Regions from separate parts of the Sus scrofa genome. Here region 2 is linked to region 1. Evidence: chromatin contacts called from public promoter capture Hi-C data. All regions are on one chromosome and are shown on one strand. The core of a region is the stretch at or near the end of the contact, and the rest is flanking DNA. Distances in the headings are between cores, read along the strand shown. Region 1 holds the start of HAUS2 (HAUS augmin like complex subunit 2). Region 2 holds the start of TMEM87A (transmembrane protein 87A).

Region 1 (2,906 bases), core at 162-2,661:
ATCTGGCGTTGTTGTGAGCTGTGGTATAGGTTGCAGACGTGGCTCAGATCTGGCATTGCTGTGGCTCTGGCGTAGGCCAGCAGCAACAGTTCCAATTAGACCCCTAGCCCAGGAACCTCCATATGCCGCCGGTGTGGCCCTAAAAGGACAAAAGACCAAAAAAAAAAAAAAAAAATGCGGGAAAGCATTATGTGTATAATGGGCTCCTTTTGTGAAGGGGCCACTGCACAATCCCACAGCAGTTTTGTGGGATTTGGAACACCCTCCCCTTTCCATCCCATCTGCCCTTCCAAATCAGTAGCAAAATTAGCCCTGCCTACATTACCTCCCAAAGACAGTCCCTTTCAAATCCAAATTAACCCCATCCCCAACAATACAATACCAGAGGAGGCTTATAAATATAATTACAACAGATAGAAAGCTTCAAGGACTCAGACATTCTCCCTAGTCTTGAGCTCCTGAACTGTTTCATAACAACAATCAGCTTGTTAGGAAAAAACCACCCTTTTTTTCCCTTAAGATTCTGATATATTTATTTGAAAACTAGTTTTATAACATTATAATCACACTCCACACTATATTCCAAGAGAAAAACCACCCTCTTTAACACCTTATCACTAGCAAAAGCTTCCCCAGGAGCAAACCTCCCCAGGCGCAAAAGCCTCCCCAGGCGCAAAAGCCGTACTCAGTCTGTTGTTGTTCAAGGAGAGGCTCTTCAGTAGAGTGAACTTCCCTATAATCATAGGCGGTAGACTCTCGATCTTGTTGCTGGACAAGTCGATGGTCCTGAGATTGCTTGTCAGCTTCTGCAACTCTGAGGGGAACTGATGAAAGGGGTTCACAGCGCAGAGAATCCTTTAACTTCCCCGCCCGCCGTCCCTCTCCCTTTAAATTCCCTGGTCCGAGTCCTTCCAGTCTCACCTCGGTCAGCCCACGATCCTTAAGCTGAAAGACACCAGTTTTCTGCGCGGTTTCCACATGAGCACGGAGGGCACTGTTTCCCATCCTAGCGCCACTGCTCAGGTCCCTGTGGGAAGGAAGCGCAGCTGTCACCGCTCGGTCCAGGCACCCAGCCACCCGGTTGGCCTCCCGGCTGGGTCTGAAGCCTCAGCTGTCACCTCCTGCGGATCCCTGGATCTTGGGGGCCAGCCCAAGAGTGGCTGGGAAGAAAGAGCAGAACACCAGGCCCTGCCGATTTTGCAGCTCTTCCGAAACCAGCCGCCGCTAGGAGCCTAGGGAGGATCCGGAATCCCGGAACTCGCCTCCTACCCCTCAGCTCACAGCCGGCTGGGTGGAGAAAGAACCAGGACCCGCGCTCGCAGGGGATGAGTTCCCCGCCCGGGAGGAAACACCCTGTGACGTCATCGAGCCGCGCCGAGCGTTCCACTCACTCTCCGCGCCACCCGGGAAGGTGTTGCCCAGCCATGGCTGCCGCTAGCCCCTGGGACCTGGCCTCCGCGCCAAACGCTGCCGGGCTACTGCTGGGCCATTTCGTAGCTTCAGGGTTGGTCACTCAGGTGCGTGGGGGCTATGGCGTCATTAAGGGGGTGCCCAAAGTGGTGACAGAAGATGGCTGTGAGGTGGTGGTGGTGGTGTTGGCTGCGGGAGTGGGTGTGAGGGTTAGCTGGAGGCTGTGCTAGGTTCGAGGCAAGTGGAGCTCCTTGCGGGCGGCAGAAGTGTCTAGTCCGCTGTGGGTTCTGCAAAATCTTGATTCTGAGAAGGTGTTTCAAGTGTCTGGCGAGTGAGTTACTCCAGATCATTTCATGGGCGATAATAAAGATTAGTGTTCCCCGCTTTTTTTCATTCAGTGATACCGCCTGTAGATTGTAATGGGTGGCGGGGTTGGGAAGTACGGGTGGGTGCTAAAACATAAATCTCCAAATAACGCTCGTTTGTGTGAAATATTGAGGCATTACGGGAGACGCTGGATACAGGAGAGCGGCAAGGGAGGCATGCATCTTTAAAGGCCAGGGGAAAAAAATATTGGCGAAGAAGACCCATAAAACCTTGGAACCTGAATGAAGGAAGGTGTTAATTTTGAGAAGAGAAGAGGGAGACTAGCTCAAGGGGGTGGTAGTTTTAGATTCGGCAAGGAAGCGCATGTTCGCAGGTCAAAGGGAAAGAGCCAATGGAGGGAGAAATTGAAGATGTGAGGGAGTAATGAAATAGAAATAGCAGATGTGACAAGGGAATGGGGAAAGTGGGGTTAAGAGAAGAGAAAGAAATTTTGAGGTAATGAAGAAGTTGAGAAATTTCACTAAAAAAGGAAACTGAGAAAAATAGGTAAAACCATCTGCAGAGATTAGCGGTATACACATGATGGAAGATTTGTGGGAAATATGCAAGTCTTTATACCCAGAAGAGTCATTAGAGAATTCTATTATCTGCTTAGAGTAATTTTAAGATGCAAAAACAAAAACCTAAGGAGACCAAGAAACATGTCCAAGTCACTCAACTAGCGAAGTAGTTAGATCCCGATGCTCTCCCTTTTCTGACACATCATATCATCTCTAGGATGACTTGTGACACTGTCTTGAAAGAGTTTAAACTGTTGAAGAACTTGAAGACCTAGTAACAAGACTTTTTATGGATTTTGGGGAAAATGAGTGGAAGTAAGGAATGCATTGGAAAGTAGACAAAACATAACCACAGCACTCCATAGTTCTCACCTTCCTCACTTCTCTCCTGTGTTTTCTTTCTGCCACGTTGCATAATGCTCTCACTAGTGTTGTCTAGTTCTGTACCAAAGTAATTTGCAAAGTTCATGCTACAAGATTTGGGATTTATCCCTTTAGAACGTACTGGTGGGAGATAAAAACACCTAAACCAAAGGAGTAAGTCTCTGGTGAGAGAATTGGGCTGCTGTTAGTGTCCCTCAAGTAACACTGATTAGACAGTTACCTCTT
Region 2 (2,700 bases), core at 142-2,641, 260 kb before region 1:
ACAAAAAATGCATAAATATCCTTCCTTTTAGTAAAATTCAACCATATCCAATCTGCAGGATTTTGAAGCTTGGTGCGGAGACATGATTTTTTTTCCACAGGCCATGAAGCAAGGACTCTGGAAGGAAGGCTCCTACAAATCCTCAGATAACTTAAATCTTCATGGAAGGTACTCTTTAATCGGTTCACTCCTTTTACTCACTGATCATTGTCTAGAATAACCAATCATTTCTTCAAACAAACTATTCTATGAGCAGATGGCCAAATTCAACTATCAACCATTATACAAGTAACAGTACCTAAAACCGAGAACCTGAAGATCTTCACCAACTGAACAAAAGCTATAATTCCTGCCATATCAAAAGCTCAAATAAGATTTGGGCATTACAACCAGTGAGCAGAGCAGAACAAAAAAGACTACTGTGATTTTAATAAGACTAATGACTTCTGGCATTTCCTGCCAGCTTGTGATTTATCAGCTCACAGGACTATAGCTCTTACTCAAAGGAGGTTTTAAAAGGGCCGAGGGTCAACCTATCTAGTTAATTTGTCCAGAAGAAAAACTAACTTCTCACAATAAATTTTAGAATACTGTTTCTTCCGTTTTGTCCACTCTCAAATTAGACTACATTTCAAATGCTTAGGCTTCCTAATCACATGGCAAAGCTTAGAATAACTATTTCAAAGTCCAAACGAAATCAAACAGCTTCACAAGTAGAATCATCTAGTAGCCAAAAAATGAAGAGGAAGAAAAAAAAAGATGTCTATTTACATATCCCTCTCATTCAACCCGGAGTCATAAGATTCTGCGAAAGTTCAGCTGAAAAGAAAAACCACTTTCCACATATACATCAAGTTTACATGCCTCCAGTCAAAGAAAGTTCTCTGACTCTGCTGATAAAGAACCGCTCCATCACCACTCTCCGTTTCGGAAACGACCCTGGCATTACTGCTAATCTACCCACAGAAGTGTGCGGCTTTCCACTCCAGGTAGGTGAGTCCACGTTAACCAAGGACACAAACGCTCCCGGCAGTCCCACCCCTTTGGAAGCGTACTTTGGCGGAACCTTCCTGGACCCCATGGGCCGCCGTAGCCCCACCCCCTTACTCTTCCAGGCTCAGTTTCTCCTTAAGTGAACACTCACCAACGATATCGGTATGCGCCACTTGGATCGGTCGGCAGCTGCCACGGATGCCGGTCCTACACCGAAATGTGACAGTGGGGACGTGGGAGCCCCCAGAAGAAGAAGAAGAATGACAGGCAACACCTGAAGCCACGCAGCCGACGCCATCTTCACAGCCATGGAGTGCCTACCCAAAGTATTTCACCTTCTTCCGGTTCGTCCCGCCCTCTTCCGGCTCCCCTCTGGGGGCGGGATCATCCGGGTCCTCAAAACCGCAGGGGGCGTGTTTGTTTTGCGACTCAGCAGCCCCTCCTTCAGGCATACGTCACGGCCTGGTGTGAGGCTTTGTACCTACTGCGCAGGCGTCATCTTGTTGTAACCTAGTCACCTTGGAGCGCTAGGTTCATCGCCAAAAGCCATCGCCGAGTCTCTCGACTCCTCTACCTTAAGGGTTTGGGGACCAGACAAGAACCCCGTGGGGCGTTTGGCTCTCTCCTCCTCCTGTTGGCCCCTGTCCCTCATTCCTTCTGAGTCCGAGTCAAATGCCGGGGCCAGGAGTCTAGGAAAGCCGTAAGTCTGGCTGCCTACTTAAAGTCTAGTATTGAGTTCTAGGTTTCCGGAGGTATTTAAGCAAAAACTGGAATTTAGCCGGGGTGGAGTATAAGCGATTCCTAAACTGGACGGTGTAACAGATAACTCCTTTTAAAAAACCCCTTCTGGCCCTTAAGTCTGTGATGTAGATGTTGGCCGGCGCACATCAACTTAGAGCAGCCACCCGGCCGGCACTTCCTACTCACAGCTAAAACCGGGAGAGAGTGGGTCAGTTTTCAGTATCTTTGGCGTGACCGTCACTGAGAAAGATCTGCAGAAGCTTCGCCCAAGTCACGCAGACCGTCTTGGTACTTCCTGGTTCTCAGTCTCAGGGTTTTCATCCTCTGGGTCTGAGTTCACGCCCCCTCTGTTGCAGAAACCTTTTCGGTTCCTAATGAAGGTAGTTCCTGACCAGCCACTCAAAACCAAGAAAACTTTGCCCCCAAAAAACTAGTAGAAAGACTAGTTTGGGCGTGGAAATCCCAGGAGCAGGTGTCAATTTGTCACTCCTTGAGAACCTGGAGCCCCAGAAACTTGACGGTGGTAAAGCGCTGGTGGTTATTTAGAAAGACAATCTAAGAGACCGCCTGGGGCCTTTGCCTGAGAGCTGGGAGCCTGGTGAAGTGACTGGGAAGCCATGGAAGCAGCTGGCAAAGAGGAAATCAGGTAAAATCCCAGTAGTCCAGCAGGAACTGACTCCAGGGCCCACGGAGGCAGGCAGAACCTGGAAACAACATTCTGGCTTTGAAGATTTTATTGACTTTGATTGCGCTTGTTTGCACGTTTGGTATTTGTACATTAAATTTATATCTTTTCAATTCTCCAGAGAATTAGGTGATATTAATAGCCCCGCATGAAGTATTTTCAAGATAGTTAACAAAACTGGAAGAATTGTTATCAGAACTCTTAACACATGAATTTCAAGCATGTTGCTTTCCAAATTCCGCTGTATACACCTCTTCCTGAAGCATTCCAGAGTATATTCT

What was found. Promoter capture Hi-C pulls out the DNA fragments that hold promoters and counts their contacts.
Region 2: a promoter capture Hi-C map of liver shows a contact between it and region 1, with 2.0 times the contacts expected there. The contact joins the promoter of TMEM87A here to the promoter of HAUS2 in region 1. A contact is called at or near these places in 1 of 5 promoter capture datasets (liver) and 1 of 47 Hi-C or Micro-C datasets (heart right ventricle).

The regions. Positions count from the first base shown.
Region 1 is chr1:128,837,532-128,840,437 of Sscrofa11.1, reverse strand. It overlaps HAUS2 (HAUS augmin like complex subunit 2), which reads left to right and starts at 1,411. Exons shown (of 6, transcript NM_001243905.1): 1 at 1,411-1,517. The coding sequence starts at 1,425. It overlaps LRRC57 (leucine rich repeat containing 57), which reads right to left and starts at 1,301. Exons shown (of 6, transcript NM_001244811.1): 1 at 1,119-1,301; 2 at 922-1,027; 3 at 686-824. The coding sequence starts at 1,005.
Region 2 is chr1:129,097,079-129,099,778 of Sscrofa11.1, reverse strand. TMEM87A (transmembrane protein 87A) reads right to left here and starts at 1,391. Exons shown (of 20, transcript XM_005659710.3): 1 at 1,145-1,391. The coding sequence starts at 1,303. GANC (neutral alpha-glucosidase C) reads left to right here and starts at 1,466. Exons shown (of 25, transcript XR_002345333.1): 1 at 1,466-2,380.